2 separate regions of the Mus musculus genome follow, and region 1 is linked to region 2. Evidence: chromatin contacts called from public promoter capture Hi-C data. All regions are on one chromosome and are shown on one strand. The core of a region is the stretch at or near the end of the contact, and the rest is flanking DNA. Distances in the headings are between cores, read along the strand shown.

The links. Capture Hi-C pulls out chosen DNA fragments and counts their contacts.
Region 1: a promoter capture Hi-C map of liver shows a contact between it and region 2. The contact joins the promoter of Atp6v1b1 here to the promoter of Clec4f in region 2. A contact is called at or near these places in 6 of 39 promoter capture datasets (the 3T3-L1 cell line, embryonic stem cells, liver and 3 more), 1 of 15 datasets of contacts at CTCF or cohesin (the NIH/3T3 cell line), 1 of 115 datasets of contacts at active chromatin or transcription factors (embryonic stem cells) and 3 of 9 other capture datasets (adipose tissue, liver and pancreatic islet).

What each region holds. Positions count from the first base shown.
Region 1 is chr6:83,740,629-83,745,557 of GRCm38.p6, forward strand. It overlaps Atp6v1b1 (ATPase, H+ transporting, lysosomal V1 subunit B1), which reads left to right and starts at 2,389. Exons shown (of 14, transcript NM_134157.3): 1 at 2,389-2,574. The coding sequence starts at 2,457.
Region 2 is chr6:83,654,004-83,659,127 of GRCm38.p6, forward strand. Clec4f (C-type lectin domain family 4, member f) reads right to left here and starts at 2,113. Exons shown (of 7, transcript NM_016751.3): 1 at 1,954-2,113; 2 at 1,055-1,171; 3 at 680-760. The coding sequence starts at 2,029.

The sequences.
Region 1 (4,929 bases), core at 1,139-3,638, 87 kb after region 2:
GGAGCATCTGATGGGTGGGTTTGCCTTCAGAGCCCATTTCCTATTGTCCCAGAACAGAGTATCACGGTTCTCTTTAATGGTTCCAACCTCTCTCACAGTGACAGCTGCTTTTTTTTTTTACCCTGCTTTGTCTGTAACTCTAAACTCACTCTCTTTTTTTGAGAAACTGCATCAGTCAAATCTTTGCTCTGCATGCTGCTATCCTTCACTGTAGACCTGCAGAAGAGCGCCGAGCAGGAGCCATGCTACAGCCTGGATGCTGTCCTGATGTTTTAATGACTTTTCTATTGCAGTGATAAGTCACCACAGCCAAGGCAATGCATAGAAGAGCTGTTTGGGGCCCATAGTTGCAGAGAGTTAGAGTCTATGGCCATCGTGGTGGGGTGCACAGCAGCAGGCAGGCAGGCAGGCAGGCAGGCATGGTGCTGGAGCAGCAGCTGGAAGCTCAAGTCCAGATCCACAAACAGAAAGAAGCAGAGACAGAACACTGGAAATGACGCAAATCTTCTGAAACCTCAAAGCCCACCCCAAGTGCCATGACTCCTTCTAGTCCTTCCCAAACAGTTCCACCAACTAAGAACCTAGTATTCAAACATATTAGCCTATGGGGGACATTCTCATTCAGACCACACACCTGCCATGAAATTCCCTCTGCCAAACAGATTAGTCCATTATGACTGAATTCAGCACCATTCAAATTCTCAGGACATGGGCAGAATAAACTCAGATTCTTTTCCAGAATATAATCTGAATAACTGCTAGTCCATTTCTTCATAAAGTTCTTGTTCCCTTCTGAAACGTCATGTGCTGGGCTCCCACTGTCCACATATCTCTCTCAGTCTTCACCAGAATGGCTCATTAAGCTCCTCTTACACCATTCTGGGGCTGAAAAACGCTTTCACATTCTTCTCACAAACCATTTGCAGAGGCTTAAAAACCACATGGTCAGGTTTATAGTAACAACTCCACTCCTGGTACCAGTTTTCCGTATTACTTACTTCTTCATTGCTATGACAAAGTATCTAGTAGAAAAAAAAAACTTAATGAAGGAAAAGTTTATTTTGGTTCATGTTTTGAGATTGCAATCAATGTTGTGTTTTATAAAAATATAGGGAGAGAGAGGAATATGTTTGGTGAATGTATAGTCAGGTGTCAAAGAAAGAGGTGCCTCTGCTGGCCCATGTTAGTTCATTCCTCTCCTTGAGGGACCAGCCATATATAGAATAGAGTTTATTCAGGGCATGGGGAGGGGAGTTGAGAGAGTAGTAGAGACTGCTAATGGCAGAGAGAGAGAGTAGAGGAGTAGAAGCCAGCCATGAGAATGTAGAGAGAGGGGGGGAGGGGAGTGGGGAGAGAGGAGAAGCAGAAGCAAGGAGACAGAACAGGAGCAAGAGAGTAAAAGAGAGAGGAGGGGGCAAGCAGCCTCTTTTATACTGAGTCAGGCACATCTGGCTGTTGCCAGGTAACTGTGGGGTGGAGCCTAGACAAAAGGCAAGCAGTCAGTATGGTAGGAAGGCATAGTGGTGGTGGTAGCAGTAGTTGGGGTCAGGGGACTGGCTATACTTTCTACATGATTCTAATTCCTGTCAATTTGGCAGCCAAAGTTAGTCATCACATGTAATTACCCACAATGGTAGCATTTTAAATATCTAGCATAATTTCACACAGAAAAGTAACACTGGGACCACAGGCACACACTTACATCATTTCTTCAGCTATGCAGACTCATGGAAGCAAACAGGAGACTGCTCCTTTATAGCCACACACAATCTCCAACAGAAGAGTTCTTTGACAGAATGAGAAGCATGAGAGAGGGAGCAGAGACATGAGATGGACCAGTGCTGGAGAGTGGTGGGGAAGACAGCGCAGACTGACTCAAGGAACATGGTAGCTTCCTGCAGGAGGTGGCCTGAAGCTGGCCAGGAGATGACCCTCAAAGATGACAAAATGATGGAATTGGAGAGGGAAGGGTACCCGGGTATGGTTCAGGACAAAGGGGGCAGGTTGAGAAGATAACCTGCCAGGTACAGGGCATGAGGAGACCAAGGAGTCATACAGTGGGAGATAGGGACCTGTTTTTTTTTTTTTTAAAAAAAAAAAGGAAAAACTGAAGCCACACTCACTATGGAAACTGCACTGAGGGACCTCTGGGCACAGAGGTTAGAAGAGGTGCTATGCACCTTGCTCCGTCCTTCATTGCAAGCTTTCAGGACTGAGTGGGGGCAGCCACTACAGGCTCTGCTCAGCCCATGCCTGAGAAACCTTGGGAGCTGGCGCATACCAGCTTCCCTGTTTACAGTCAACCTGGCAGAGGAGGGGAGGGAAGCAGAAACATAAGGAAGGGGAGGGGTGGCTGCTGGCACAGGCTGAGCAGCCCGCTCCAGCTCCAGATAAAACTGAAGTCTTAGAGCTACCACCAGGCTTCTCAGGCACTAGCTCCCAGCTCTCCACACGCCATGGCCACAACAGTAGACAGCAGGTCCTCGGGATTCACTGGCAATAGCTGTGACCCAGGCACAGCCCAAGAGCATGTGCAGGCTGTGACCCGAAACTACATCACCCACCCCCGAGTCAGTGAGTATTCATGTCCAGCTGGTGAGGGGAGTGGGCTGCTGGATCGGTGCTTTTTGCCTCAGAGAAAGAGGGCCAAGACCTAGGGAGGAGATCAGGGCCTCTGAGTCCAGAAGAACTGTGTAGTATCACCTCTATGTAAAGCCTGCACATGGGTCACCTCTGCGGGTGGCAGGCGGGATTGAGGTCCCCATTCAAGCTGACCCAGAGGAGAGGGTTGAGTAACAACTATTATCATCAGGATCCTATCGTCCAAAGTCCAAAGAGAGAGGGAGAGTGAAAGTGAGACAGACAGACAGGCAGGCAGGCAGGCAGGCACAGACAAAGATAGACAGCTTGAGATTGAGACTAAGACAGAGACAGTGGGAGGGAAGAAGGGAGGGAGCGAAGTAGGGATGGAGGGAGGGAGAGAGGAGGAGGGACGGGGAGGAGGGAGGAAGGGAGGGAAGAAGAATACAGGGGAGCATGTGTGGATGAGCAAATGGATCTGTATAGTAATGTGTATAGCAGTATAGTCAGTGGGCACTTGGCTTGAGGAATTCAGTATCCAGTGTGTTGTGCCAATGGATGCCTGAATCACCTTCTAGTGGGGAGAATCTATCCATAGAAACATGTACAAGAAAGGCAGTCTCTACTGGGCGGGGCACAAAATGTGCAATGGCATGTGTGTGCATGCTTGTATGCACAGGGTGGAGGTGAGGTGTGTGCATGTGTGTGGGCATGCGTGTGTATGTGTGTGGGCACAGGCACAGGTGCGGGTACGGGTGCCTGAATATAATGTACATGTATGTTCAAGTGGATTCATGCATACATGAAGTGTAACTGCAGCAATGTATGTATACTGTTGGGTTAAGACCATGTATTGGTTCACACATGGTGTGCCTCTCTCATCTGGTCAGGAGGCAACTGTGCCTGATCTGGAGGGGTGAGCCACACCAGTGTTATGCATAGAAAACCTGGAAAGTCCCACAGGGCCAAAGCCACCCCTCATGTTCTTGTCCAAGGTCACTCTCCCTGGCCTGGTAGTCTCAGGCAGCCCAGCTCTCTGGAGTAAACCAGCCTGAGTGGCCCCAGCTGAACAGAGCCTGAGGCTCCTAAACAGGGTGTGTGGGGGTGGAGTGGGGAGATGGAGCTAGACAAGGCCACTCCTTCTTCTGACTCCAGGGCCACCCAACCCAACGGAGTAGGTGCAGTGTATATACAGGGTACCCCACGGCTGAGCTCAGAGCAATCGGATCACCTTTCAGCCTTCGGGGAGCACAGCCCTGGGTGCTGGGAGTGTGTCTGAGGCTGATACAGACGCCTTGTGCACCAATTATGGAGAAAGGTGCAAGGGGGCAGGCCAGGCTTCTCCCAGAGGCCAGAGGTTGCCTCCTATGCAAAAGCTTGGGTCATGAGAGCCCAGAAATCAGAGGAGAAAGGGCACCATTGTGCCCAGGTTTGAGGCTGTTCGATCCTCTGCCCCACAGGCTCTCCCACCTGCGGGCACAGGAGAGCTGCCAGGTTGGGTGGGGCGGGAGTCTAGACCTCCAGGCTCAGCTTTCCTTCTGGAATGTGGCTCTACAGGGATCTGCAAGGATCTCCCAGTACAACCTTTGTGCAGCCTCACCTCGCCCACCACTTTCTCCTCCAGGTGGGAGGGCTCAAGCTAGAGCAGACTCTTGCCAGTTTCCTCCTGCGGGGAACCAGAATGTGTTTATTGTCAACACCCTGTAGGTTATGACACCCACCCCCACCCACCCACCCAAGACAATAAGATCATGTTCACAGCGACACAGCAAAGGCTATGGAAAGATGCCTTCCAGGTTCTGCAGTGGTACCATCACCTTACCACAAGCTGACAGTCCTCACAGGATATCCCTAGAGGCTTGGCTAGCCCTCCAAGGACACCCTCCTAGCCTGGGGTCAGCCTCGTTCCTCATTCCCCTTCATTTATCTTGGGTACCTGGGAGATGTTCTTTCTGAGAGGTGTGGTGAAGAGTGGGAGCTGTTGTCCCCCTTAGACAGGTAGGCTGTCTCCTTTGCCCTCCTCTCTGGCTGCCAGGCACTCTACTCTGAACTGCCTCCACCATTAGCTCAGGCTGGAGAACCTGGAGAACAGAACGGGACAGGGAGCCTAGGCAATGGGCCAGCCCAGAGGGTCAGAGCCCCAAGGGCTCTTGTAGTCTCGCTTAGAGTCTGGCCATCACAGGGTACAACTGTGGTGGAAGAGTGTCTTAATGCTAGGCTGAGGGACCAAGTTGGCCAGAAGCGTGGGGGCAAAACAGGGTTGGGGCTGGACATGGGCGCTAGCAATATCCACCCTGGGAAGCAGGACCCTCCTCATCCAGTGGAGCTACCCTTACTCCCCCAAGAGTC
Region 2 (5,124 bases), core at 863-3,362:
ACTACTAAGAATATTTTTCTCAGATCACGTGGATGAAAAACGACTGAAAAAGAACATGCTTATTTTTAAATCCTTTTTCATATGAAACTCTATAAGAAAACTGCTCTTCACCATGACAAGTGAGGTTGAAGTCAGGAGGGGATGCGAGAGATCACCAATGGCTGCAAGCAAACCCTGGGGAGGGGATGGTGAGCTGGCTCCTCAGCCTGACTGTAGAGATGGTTTCAGGAACACACTCCACAGGGATTTATCAGATTGTGCAATTTAAATATGCCCAATGTTTACGGCAGCTGGACCTCAATAAAGCTGTGCTGAAAAATGGGACAATTTGGGGTTTAGAGATACAGCTCATTTGATAGAACACTTGTTTCGTTTGCATGAGGTTATGGGTTCAATCCTCAGTACCACATTACCTGGGCATGGTGCCACACACCTAGCATTATAGAAACGGAGGCAGGAAGGGTCAGACATTTAAGGTGATTCTTGGCTTTTTAGTTTGAAACCAACCTGGATTGTATGAGATCCTGTATCAAAAAATAAGTTTACAATATGTTTTAGGAGGAAGGTGGGAGCTGAAGCTCGGCGTGGGAACAGGAGCTGGAAGAGAAGCTGCAGCAGAGTCTGTGCCCCACACCCCACAGCCAGCTCCCTGAGGCGCGTCCTCACTGGAACTACTCACTGTCGTGTCCAGAGTTGTTGCTTCCCCGAAGCAGGAGGGAGGGAGGCTCTTTATTCCACTCAGGTCTCCAAGGCTGTGAAGCTGAGAATGCCATTCCTGGGTCAGCTCAATCCATAGCCCTGACATAATAGACTTCCCACACAAGCTGGGTTCCAGAAAGAGAGGAGCATCAAGCCTGCCCCCCTTCCCAGAAGCCTCCATTCTCGAGAGCCATCTCACAGCCCAGTGGGCTCTGTTGACTCCAGGTCTGGGCCTAGGTTGGTGGCAAAATGTTACTTCAGAGAGCAGAAATGTCCAGAAGACTGCCATCTGGGTCTCTTGGGACCTTTGCACAGAGGGAGAGTGAGTTGTGGCTAAAGTCACCCGAGAACTTACCCACCACAAAAAGAGCAAGGAGAGAAAAGATCACAGTCACCACCATTAATGCCAGAATGACCTGGACGTGCCGCAGGGTCCTGGGAGCCATGAGAGCAGCTGACTTAGGCCCCAGTCCTGCAGGGGAGAAGCCAAGACTCAGGGTAAGAGTGCAGGGAGAGCCAGGACTGTCGGTCTTGACACAGTCCCCTGACTTGTCCGTTAGAGATGAGAACAACTGCCATGCTTCTCACAGGGAAAGAAAGCATTCTCTCAGGACAGGTAACAGCCAAAGGTATGGGGCTCACAACCCACAGAGGCTGCAGTGGTGTCCTAGACATGAAACCCGTCCCAGAGAAAGCGTTGCTGTGGGTGCGATCATAAAGAAAGAAGAAAGTGAAGGCTGAAAGCAGGTGGAAAGAAGGTACATAGCAGGGGTCCAGACCACAGGTCCCCATTCTGTTAACAAGCCTGACCACATCAAGCATTAGTGTCCCTGGGGTGGATGGTTTCATCCCTGGAGCCTTCCACAGAGCTTGACATGTTGCCCTGGACGCATGTCTAGGGCCTTCTGGGAAATTGGTTACTAGCCAGGGATGCACCCACTAATGATCTCGGAGAGCACCAGCTCCAGAGGGTGCACGGGCTAGGTGGAGGGCAAAGCCGGGGTTCAAAACCAGGCCCATCTGAACTCCAAGTGCACATTTTTCCTGACATCGGGTTACTGTACCCAGTGGAGGGGCTCTTGGAGGTTTCATATAGAGCCTGGGGTGCTCAGAGTTCTGGTCCTCTGCCGACCTGTTTATTCTGACCCATCTATTTACTATGGAACCAAGGCAGGGATGATACAAATCTCTGGGCTGGCAAAGATGGGCTCAGAGGGCAGGGTATAGGCAATATTCTTACCTAAATATTCTTACCTTGGGGCTGTAGGGAGACACACTGGTTGTCTGTGCAATATCTAGCCATATCTCTGTTCAGCTCGGCCTCCTTCATCCTCCTGCACCGTTCTTGCCACTGGTTCCTAAAGCCTGTCCTGCAAGCCCACAGTAGTGAGAGCCTGAAACACAGTGGGAGCCTGATCTATGTTCTCCTGAGGTCAGGACAACTTCCCAAACCTGCCTCCTCCCTCTGACTCTGCAGAAATCCAATGTTACCACTGGCCCCTCCTCCTCTTGGAGTTACAGAGGCCAAGAGCCCAACAGCCCTTTCCCCCTCTGCCCCTGGCTCCATGCCAGCCTCTGCCTCAGAGCCACACACCACCCAACCCCCTTCAGCAGGGTCTGCAATCTGCCCCTAAGAAGGGGACTGTCAACTTTACAGGGGAAACATTCTTGAGAGGCTGAGGAGATGGCTCAGACAGTGAAGCGCTTGAAGCATGAAGCGCTAAGCATGAAGACCAGAGTTTGGCTCCCCAGCACCACCCACATCAAAAACTGGGCACAGCAGCATGTGCCTGTAGTCACAGTGTTGGGAGGTGGAGGTAGGAAGATCCTTACAGCTTTCTAGCCAGGCTGCCTCACTGAATCAATTAGCTCTTTTTTAATAAAGGTGGGAAGAGATAAGGGAAGATGCCCAGCACTGGCCTCTGATTTTCATCAGGCTTGAGGTAGCACACAGCTTTAATCCCAGCACCTGGGAGGCAGAGGCAGGTTGATCTCTCTGAGTTTGAGGCCAAGCTGGTGTACATAGTGAGTTCTAGGCCAGTCAGAGCCACATAGTGAGACCCTGTCTCAAAAACCAAACAAACAAAAACAGTGCACGAGGTGGGAGAATTTGTAGGGGGAGGCAAAGACCGGGAGCCTGGCCAGTCCAAACCTCAGAACTTTACAGACAGGTCACCAGAAAGGCCCTGACAGACTTTATATGTGATTGTTGGCTGTGTCCTAGGTCAAAGTTCCTGCAAGCCTAACTCCTGAGTGACGATAATCCTTGGTTATCATAATGAATTCCCTCTGAGCACACCTGGGTTCTTTTGGTGAGATGACTCAGGTCCTTTCTGGGATGGCCACCAGTTCCAGAAAGGCCACATTGATTAGAAACCTCCACCCCCCCCTCCCCTACTCTCAGACATCCCTGTGAGAAGGACTTCACAGGAAGTCACAAGAATCCTAAGCAAGGTAGGGTTTGAGCTGTAGCTCAGTTGGTAAATCACTTGTCTTACACACATAAGGCCCTGGCTTCCATCCCAGGCAGTCTTTAAACAAGATATGGGGTACATGCCCGTGACTATACAACTCAGGAGACAGAGACAGGAAAAGATCAGAAGTTCAACGTCATACTCAGCTGACCCTGTCTCTCTCAAACAACAAACTTGAGCAAGAAAATACAGAAGGCTCAATCTCACCCTGACTCCTGAGACACAGAAGTATGGTGCTCAGGAGCTGCTAAACCTTGCTTTATATCTTTCCATTGGCTCAGGCTATCCCTTCCAACAAACTCTGAATAGTCTACCCAGTGTTTGCATGTAGTTCGATGGTTTGTTCTAGGGAACCATCAAAGCTGAATGTCATGGCATTGGCTGTAAGACAGACAGAAGAATGGGTTGCTTGGCAACCTACTAGTCACAGATCTCTGAAGTGGGGACAGTCTTGTAAGAGACTCTCAGAACTCTCAGACTGTGAGGTCTCTGCTATCTGGGAGTTAGCATCAGAACGATCAAATGATGGGTGCACAGCTGCTGTTTGACAGAAAGGATGTCAGGGGAACCCAGCTTGGTGTCAGGAGAGCAGTCAGGGAATACAAATCAGAGTCCACCTTCATCTAAGCCAATGGTTCTCAGCCTTCCCAGTGCTGTGCGCGACCCTTTAATGCAGGTCCTCAGGTGGTGGTGACCCCAGCCATAAAACTATTGTTGCTACTTCATAACTGTAATTTTGCTATTGTCATGGATCACAATATAGATACTTTTGGAGATAGAGGCTTGCCATAGGGGTCGGGATGCACAGGTTGAGAACCTCCCATAAAGACTTCATCATCAGCAATTATAGCCATTCAGGTGATATCTCCAGGTTCTCAGAACTAATTTTAAAGAAATCGAGAAGACTGGGTCCAAAGTACTTCTTCTGGATGAGACCTATAACATTCTTCCAAGAGAACAAACACTGCTTTGGGCCTGGCATTGTGTGGTGGTTTGAATGAGAACGGCCCCCATAGACTCACATATTTGAATGTTTGGTTTCCAGCTGGTAAAACTGTTTAGAAAGGAAGTAAGTGTGGCCTTCCTGGGAGAGGTGTGACACTAGCAGTGGGCTTCGAGGTCCCAGGAGCCCATGCCATTCTAGTAAGCTCTCTCTCTCCTAGCCTTATGCTTGTGGATCAAGATGTAAGCTCTCGGGTACTGATCCAGTATCATGCCCGCCTGCCTGCCTGCCTGCCTTCGTGGTGCTATGCTGTTCACCATGGTGGCCATGGAGCTATCTGCAACTGCCAGCCCCAATTAAAATGTTTTCTTTTCAAAGCTGCCTTGGCCATGGTGTTTTATCATAGCAAGTGAATAGTAACTAAGACACACAGTAACACACCTGTAATTCCAGCATTCAGGAGGCTGAGGCAAGATCACCAAGCTTGAGACCCATCTGGACTATATAGTGAGCTTGAGGCTAACCTGAGCTACAATAGTGAACTTGAAGCTAACCTGGGCTACAGAGTGAAACCCTGTCTCAAAACCCAAAGCAAGGAAATGAAAACAAATACCACTTGGGGGCTTCTAGCTGCTCATTGGACATAGGATGAGAAGGGGAGTAAAGCTTCCTAGGGGCAGTATATGACATTCTTCAGGGTGGTATTCCCATCCCTGGGGGGAGCCAGGAGTGGAGCTAAGTAACTGGCCCCCATGACAGCCACTCTCAGTTGTCAATTACAAACTCACAGATGCCTCATCCCAGGCAGGCCAGGTGATGCTTCTTGTTTTCATACTTAGTTCCTATATCTCATTGCCATTTCTTTTCCCCAAATCCTGGAGCCATCCCCCCAATAGGCCCAGGGGCACTGACTGAGAACCCTGCAAGTCCAGTGTCCGAGAAGCCACTGTGACAGGGGCAGCAGAGGTCCTGTTGGGCAAGGAGGAGTCTGTTTAATGGCGCTGCTGT